Linked DNA regions of Mustela erminea: region 2 is linked to region 1. Evidence: chromatin contacts called from public Hi-C data. All regions are on one chromosome and are shown on one strand. The core of a region is the stretch at or near the end of the contact, and the rest is flanking DNA. Distances in the headings are between cores, read along the strand shown. Region 1 overlaps LOC116578224 (a long non-coding RNA gene). Region 2 holds the start of TOB1 (protein Tob1).

What was found. A called contact is a pair of places that touch in the nucleus more often than the background predicts.
Region 2: a Hi-C map of spleen shows a contact between it and region 1, with 2.1 times the contacts expected there. The contact joins the promoter of TOB1 here to the enhancer-like site in region 1. A contact is called at or near these places in 2 of 3 Hi-C or Micro-C datasets (skeletal muscle and spleen).

What each region holds. Positions count from the first base shown.
Region 1 is chr18:35,864,182-35,868,077 of mMusErm1.Pri, forward strand. LOC116578224 (a long non-coding RNA gene) reads right to left here. Exons shown (of 3, transcript XR_004280778.1): 2 at 1,847-2,007; 3 at 1,546-1,579. Among named protein-coding and RNA genes, the nearest start is that of TOB1, 68 kb to the right of the region's middle. Within about 2 kb of position 2,475, the one cell type or tissue checked has open chromatin away from gene starts, as enhancers often do.
Region 2 is chr18:35,931,806-35,935,909 of mMusErm1.Pri, forward strand. It overlaps TOB1 (protein Tob1), which reads left to right and starts at 2,710. Exons shown (of 2, transcript XM_032321475.1): 1 at 2,710-3,060.

The DNA of each region.
Region 1 (3,896 bases), core at 1,225-3,724:
TGGATTCCCGCAATCCCGGCAAGTGAGCAGTGCCAGAAAGGGATTCACAGGGTCTGCTCTGTTAGCGGGCCCGAACCTTGTGCCCTCCTCCTGAACAATCCCGCAAGCTCTTCTGCGTGAGTCAGGTAAACCAGCAAAGGCCCTGCTCTGCCCAGGGTGTAAGGGCTCTGACCTGGGCCCCCACCCCCTGCCCTGTCCCAGGGGAGAAGGCAGTGCCTTATTTGGGAATGGCTTTTGTAGAGAAGACACTTGACCCCATGGGCCGCTGAGGCCGGCCGAGAGAGAAGCAGGTGCCCACTGAAGTGAGTGGCAGGGAGGCCTTGCCAGCTCCTGGACTCAGCTCCACACCACCATCCAAGGTCTTCTTGGCCATCCCCCTGCCTCTGCCCAGGGCTCCCCAGACACAAATCCTCACCAGTCCTCCTCCCCGCCTGGGGTCCTGCTAAGTCCGAGGACTGCTTTGAAGGAGCATTTTTGCCTCCCGTCCTGTCTCCTGTCTCTGCCCTCCAAATGCCAGTGAAAGGGGTGGGCGGGTGGATCTCAGGGAGACTAACGGAGACCAGGGCTGGAGAGGAGAAATTGCACCCGGCTTCTAACACAATCTACTTGCTGGGCGGGCGGTCTCCTCCTTCCAGGGCCTGCTTTCCTTTGTTGAAGGGGTAGGTAAGTGAGCACTGGACGGTTCTAGAAACTCTGCCCCAGTCAAGGTAAGGCAGAAACACCAAGATCATTCCAGAAAATGCTCCTGGTCAGAATATACGCCTACCCCACCTCTGCCCACCAGCGGGATGTCCCAGGCCAGGAAAAGGTCCTTTTTTTTAAAGATTTTATTTATTTATTTGACAGAGATCACAGGTAGGCAGAGAGGCAGAGAGAGAGAGAGGGAAGCAGGCTCCCTGCTGAGCAGAAAGCCAGATTCGGGTCTCGATCCCAGGACCCTGAGATCATGACCTGAAGGCAAAGGCTTAATAACCACTGAGCCACGCAGGCGCCCCGAGAGGATCCTTTTTGAACAGAGCAGGAGTGAGGCCCAGTCCTGGATCCTGGACAAGCATCACTTTCCTTAGCTCTCAAGGCAGTTGTGAGGCAGGGACGATGACTCTTGGACCAGGGTTGCTCACCAAGGTACAATCAACCCTGGGGGCAGGTAACTCTGCTGTGTGGTCGGGGCCGTGCTGTGGGGTATTTAGCAGCATCCGTGATCTCTACCCACTAGATGCCAGTAGCTCAGGCACACACCCCAGTTGCGACAACCAGAAATGGCTCCTGGCGTTGCCAAATGTCTCAGGAGCAGAGCCGGCCCCCCTGGAGAGCAACTGTCTGACACGGTACGTGGGTCCAGAGGCTGGAGGACAGGCCCACGTTTGAATCTGGATGCTCTGCTTTTCCTGCAGCCTCAGTCTCCTTTGAAAATCTCTCTATCGGGGCGCCTGGGTGGCTCAGTTGGTTAAGCGTCTGCCTTGGGCTCAGGTCATGGTCCGGGGTCCCGGGATCGAGTCCCGCCTCGGGCTCCCTGCTCATCAGGGAGCCTGTTCGTCTTCTGTCAGCAGCTCCTCCCGCTTGTGTTCTCTCTCTGGTGCTCAAGTAAATAAATAGAGGTGGGGTGAGTGTGAGCTGGGAGAGGGACCTGAGGGCGGCGCAGTTGCAGGGGGAGGTACCAGCTGGGTGGCCCCGCCCCTGCATGGCCGGCTGCCCAGAGGCGGGCAGGCGGCTGTGCCAGGCCAGTGTGCGTGGCCTCACTCACCACCTTGCAGATGGGTCACCCTGAGTCACAGCCACTGGATGTGACCCGGAGTTGTCTCATTCCAGAAGGTGTCTGCTGTGGCCGAATGACCATGACACTTACCCAGGTAGACCGGCCCCAAAGGCCCTCGGATGGAACCAATGCCTTCAGGAGGTGGCCTTTGGTTCTGGGTTCTAGAATGTGATGATGGAGGCCACGGTAGAGAAGCTTCTAGACTCCAGGAACTTCCACTCCCCCTGCTCTGTAGCATGCTGTAAAGACACCTGGAATGCAACACCCAACGGTAGCTCACATTCCAGCTCTCTGGCCTTGGTTTTCTGAACAGAGGCCTGGGACTGAAGGAGGGCCTGTGATCATTGACGTGCATTGAGCATGTCCTATACGACAGGGTCTTTGTGTCCCTCCTGTCACAGAATTCATGCAATGCTCCATGAAGTAGGCGCTTTGATTACTATCCTTGTTACAGCTGAGGAAGCTGAGCTCAGAGAAGTTAAGTAACTTGCGCAAGGTCACACAGCGAGTAAGTAGAGGGGGCTGGGCGCATACCCAGGTCCGCCCCAGCCGCATGGTTGAGGGCAGCAGTTGCATAGGTGAGGGCCCTGCTGACTGGGTAGTGGCAGTGAGTATCAAGGATGGGAAGAGTGACGGCAGAGTGAGGAGGGGCGGGACCTGGCGCCCAGTCCAGTGTGGGCAGGAGTGGAAGATGACTCGCAGGTTTGGAGCCCCAGGGACTGGGAGGGTGGCAGTGCTATTAATAGACACAGGGAAGTCAGGAGGAGGGGCCGGTTTAGGGCTAGATGATAGTGCATTCTTAGAAGCTGATTTGCTAACAGTGGGACGTTTAGGGTGAGATCCAGTACAATGAGGAAAATTCAGCACATACAAAAATACCACCAAACACCAGCAACCCCCTTACCAAAACTGAACCACCAGAGTCCCCAGCCCTGTGCTGAGGCTGCCGAGCCTGGGTGTGCGGTAGCCTTGTCCGAGGCCCAAGTTCAAATCCCACACTGACCGCTGGGGGTCACCCCTGGCGCACAGAGCACGGTGCTGCTGGGGCGGGCCTGTAATAGGGTCCACCTAGGGGAACATCGCAGGCTGCCCCTGGCCAGGAAGGCAGAGGTTTCCTCTTGTTTTAGGGGTGAGGGGGGGCTCACAAGACACTGAGCTACTCCTCCTCCCCAGGCTCCCACACATGTGGCAACACCATTTCACCGGAATTTCTGTTAACACTACCCCCACCCCGCCCCCACCCCCAGCAAGTTCCGCTGACCTTAGAACCATAGGAGGGGAAGCAACAGAGCCCCCTTCCCCGAGCAAGCCTCAAGTGCTGGCTCTCAGGGTCCAGTCCCGAGGGACACCTTGTCCCGGGCGCTGGGGGCCAGCGACCTCAGGCAGCAGAGCCCATCGGGAGCAGGAGCCCAGCTGTTCCCAATCACATAGCTCCCCTGACATTTGCGTCAGCAGCTCTGCCCTTTGACCTTTAATTCCCGGGAGTGGAGGGTGGAGGCAGCTTTAGTGATCAGGACTAATTATTTGCAATTCGATTCAACCAGCAGTTTATTGGGGTTTGGCCTGGCTGCCTACCTTCCAGACGGCCTCCCACACCCCCAGGTTTACAGCCTTGGCCTCCTTGGGAAGCTGGGAAGAACAGAAGGCCGAGCCAGTCCACCTGGGAGCCACCCGGGGTTCTTCTGGACTCCCCCCTCCTGGGAGCAGCCTGTGGGCAGTGACGCTTATAAAAGTGCTTTGAGACCACCCCCCACCACCACCACGATAGAGGAGGTGTCCCATGCGCATGGCCAGCTCGGCTAGGTGTCCCCTTGGGCCAGCCTCCAGCTCCGGTCCGGGCTTGTTGGGACACGTCCCAGGGTGGGTTGGCCAGGCCAGGAGGCGCTGGCCTTGCAGCTGTCCTGCTAGAGGGTGCAGGGCTAGGAAGGGAAGGGAGTGGGGCTCCCCAGGTCCCGGGGCTACTGCGGTGTCCAGTATCCCTCTATATTTGTCCTCTTGGAGGGGCAGGCGGCCAACTGGACCCATGACGTCTTCTCCCGGGGCCTGGGCTATTTTGGAGTCAGCCTTGGGGGGATGGGGAGGAGGGTGGGGTGGGTTTAAGGGAACATTTCCTCCTGGCTCCAGGTCAGAGAAGAGGCAG
Region 2 (4,104 bases), core at 1,460-3,959, 68 kb after region 1:
TTTAAACGTGGAATTTTTTAATTGAAAGAGATATTAGAGATTATATAATCCAACCCCTTTTTGTAGGTGAGAGAACTGAAGGTTGATAGAAATAGATAAAATTCAGATCTTCCAACACCTGCCCTTCAGATGACATGGGGCCTCTGTGTGTTTGTGTGTGTGTGTGTGTGTGTGTGTGTTCATATTTGTTTTGAAACATTCTCATACCCTTGGACTAAGCTGCAATAACTCATACATTTTTGACGTCTAAATTTTTTTAAAAAAATTCAATTTACCGCTATCGCTAATTAATCAGAACCTATCAGATGTCTGCTCTTGAATTTTAAGCCTGAGATTATAGATTGGGGACGTTCAGAAAAGAGAATTTGTTGCCTTCCCTTTGAGAATTTGTGGAAAGTATAGATAAGGTTGACAAAATTACAATTCATCTATCTTTGGTTAGACATTTTAATCTCAGCTGAGCCTAATATACTCCTCTAATTATAGTGATATACTTTCCAAATTACAAATCAAGACACATGGCCAAACACAAGGTCCTGCAATGCTGGGTGTTTGGTACAGCAAATATTATTTGCCTAATGGTAAGAGAAATTATGCCTTGGGGCACAGGAAAGATGAAATGTTTCTCTTGATAGGCCATTCCCAAAATATCCTATCTTACTTCTTGTAATTTCTGCCCTCAACTAATTATAAAATTAAAAATAACTCATTTTAAAATAACAAATGGAGTGGATATTCATTTTAGAAAACAAACAAACAAACAAAAAAAAACGACTGAGCAAAAAGTAGTAAACACTGAAAGAATATATCTTGATGCAGAGAAACATTTAACTTAAAATGTTTCCAAAAATAAAATAAAATAAAACACATCCACACTTTCGCAATCAAATCCCACTTTTCCTTGTTACAAAAAAACCCAAAGACTAAAAAAATCGGAATTTAAAGAGTCTTTGAGTAAAACTTGAATGTTCTTAAAACACGCCACCTGAGCTTTAGGAATCCGTGCAATAAACAGGAAATCGGCCACCTGACCACTCCCACCCTCAACCCATCGCACACACCCTTTCCTCCTCCTCCGGCACACATCGGGGACTTTAGATATATCCCCTATTGATTGGGTTCCTTCTAAAGGGGAACAGGGGGAGAGGGCGGAGGCACGAGGGCATGAAAGGGTGGAGAAAAAGGCTACGATCGGATCTCGCATCCCTAAAGCGCAAAGCCTCTAGGCCTAACACCTAAAGCGGGTGCGTGTGCAAGAAGCACAGCTGGTCTACACAGCCGGCTCCGCGGACACCGTACACCGCGGGGAGTTGCGCTTTAACTTCCTTAGAGCAGGTTGAGAGTGCAGGCCCCACAGTTTTAAGAGGAAGGCGGAGCCCCAACTGGTGTTTTTCCAGGAAGCACTTCTGGAGTGCAGAGCAAAGGGAGGAGAAGGCCAGCGCTGGGCGTTTCATTCATTGCTCCTCTCTTTCCCCTTCCACCCTTCCCTCCCCTTAGACTTTCTCTCCCCTTTCCCCTGGCGCGTTTGACGTCGGTCTCCTGGATACCAGACAGCCAATCGCCTAGCTGCTACGGGAGAAGCGCGGCCAATCAGGCGTCGTTGCTACCTGTGAGCAATATTTTTAGCAGAGAGGGACGCTCGGTTCCACGCCCAGGCAACTTCGTGTCTTTCTCCGCCGCAGGTTGTGAAAAGGGGCGCTCACCGGCCTCCCTTGAGTCCCTCTCGTTCCGCGCTCCCTATTTACCCGCTCGTAGTTCAACCGAAGAGCATCCTAAACGCACCTTCCAGGAAGGCACCGTGTGTATTGTGTGTATTGATGGTAAAGGACACTTGAAATACACGCATGTATATATACACTTAGATACGTACGCAATTTGGCACGGAGGCCTAGGCTAGGACATTGGGAACAAAACGTGGTTCTTCTTACAGTCTCAGGCCACCCCCACGTCCAAGTTGCTGCCGGGTCGCACGGGGAGGTAGTGATGTGGGATGCGGAGGCAGTTAAACTGTCACCCAGGCGGGAGGTGTGGCCAGGTGGAGTCCCTTCCCCACCCCCAGCCTAGCACGGCCGCTTTGGGTTCTGCTGTTGCCACTCTCTGGGTGGCAGTTGGCCTAGGCCCCGGAGGTGATTAATATTCAATTAACCGGGTGCGGGTGCACGAGTCCCGGTCACACAGTTCGCCCTTTCTCTCAGCTCTCCCGGGTGCACTGGAGACCGATTTGGTAGCTCGTCCACGAGTGGGATTTTCCTGGGCCACAGTCCCACTCGGGTAGGGCATTTTTTGTAAACTGTCCCCTCCCTCTCGAGGCCTCGGGCTCTTCTCCCCGTTGTTCCCCGCCGCTCCGCCACCTGCCTCGCTCCCCTCCCCCCTTCTCTCTGGGGCTCTCCTCCAAGACCAAGCGTCAGCCGCCCCACCCACCATCGTCGCCCTCACTGGCACTTCTCTCCTCCAGTCCCTTTCCTAGTTTTCTCTTAGTCCCGCCCACAGTGCCGCCAGGACGTCGGTTCATTGGCCGTTGTGGAGCCCGAGGGGTGTGGCCTTACGTACGGGGCCCTCCGCCGCCCGTGGGGACATGGGCAGGCGGGACCTGGCCAATGGCGTCGAGGGGCAGGGCAGGGGCGGAGCCGCCGCGGAGGGTCTGGGGTGAGGGGCGGGAGGGCGGGGAATAGTTACGCGGCCCCGAGCTGTGTGACGCGAGGCGGGCGCGCGCGCACCCCTACGGGAGGGGATGGGGGCGGGGAGGAGACTATAAAACGAGAGGCGGGGCGCGCGCCGCGGCAGAAGGAGCGAAGCTCTGGCCCGGCGCGCAGTGGTCGTAGTACGGGGATGCTGGGCCGGGCACCGGGCTGTGTGGAGAAGTGAGCGCGCTCGCCTGACCTGTCCCCGTCACCCCGAGCCCCAGGGGGCGAGTTCCCGAGGCCCGCGCCGAGGCCCCCGTCCTCCGCCCGGCGAGGCCGTCTTGCATTCAGCCTGCTGTCCGCTGCCGATCCTCCCGAGCCCCCGCCCTGCCGCCCCTTCTCCCCCGCCCCGCGGCCGGCTCTGTGGTGGAAGCAGCCCGTAAGTATCGAGGGGCGGCGGGCGGGGTCCGGGGACCGAGGGGCTCCGGCGGTGTCGAGCCCCGGGCCCTCGGGGACGGCGGATTCGCGGCCCGGGCGCAGAGAGGAGCGGCTCCGAGGGGAGCGGCTCCGAGGGGCCCCAGCGCGCCCGGGACCTGGAGGCGGGGCCGGCAGGCGCGTCGGGCTCGGCCGGGGCCGGGAGGGTAAACGGGGAAGGGCTGCCCTGGCCGAGCTGACCGGGAACCGGGGGTCGGGGCGCCGGGGAGGAGCGGCGAGCTCGAGGGAGACCGCGGGGTCCGCGGGGCTGGTGGCCGCCGGGACCGAAAAGGGTGCGGGGGAGCCGGTGCTCCCCGGGCTCTGGCCGGGTCCCAGGAGCCTCGGGCGGGGGGCGGGAGCGGGAGCGGCGGGTCAGGTTACGGCGGGGGGAGGGGAGCGGCTGACCCGGAGCGGCGGGCGCCCCGACCTGCCCGATGCCCGGCCCCGAGTAGTTGCTTTGCCATTTCTCGTGGCCTTCCTCCTCCTCCTCCTTTTTGGAGGAGACTTGTACTCTCCTCTCCCCTCTCCGTCTCCTCCTCCTCCTCCTCCTCTTGCTGCTGCTGCTCCAGCGCTTGGGCTCCGAGGGCTGTGAGCAGAAATCTAATGAGACCCAACTGGCTGTTTATGTAATTCTTCACACTCCTGTCTTAAGGCGTTGCTTTAAAACTACCTTCGGCGAAGCCTGAATTTCGCTCGGTGGCACCGTCAAGCGTTTTGGCTTAATCAGCTGCCTCTGCCGGCGCTCAGGCTTCGAGCTTGCAAAGTGTAGTTTGAGGGCAGCCAGGGATCCTTTTCCCTTTGTCACCACGAATATGGAAAATGGAACAGATGGATTAATACCAACTTGATTTTTAAAACGTCCTTGTAAATCAACCTCAGTGTACAAATAGATCCCTTTTGCAAATATCTTCTGTTTGCCCTTGATCTTTTCTTATCCCCACCCAGTGCTGATCCAGCAAACGTTTAAAGGTCGACCTTATCGTACAAGCCTCTCCGGCGGTCCTCTTAT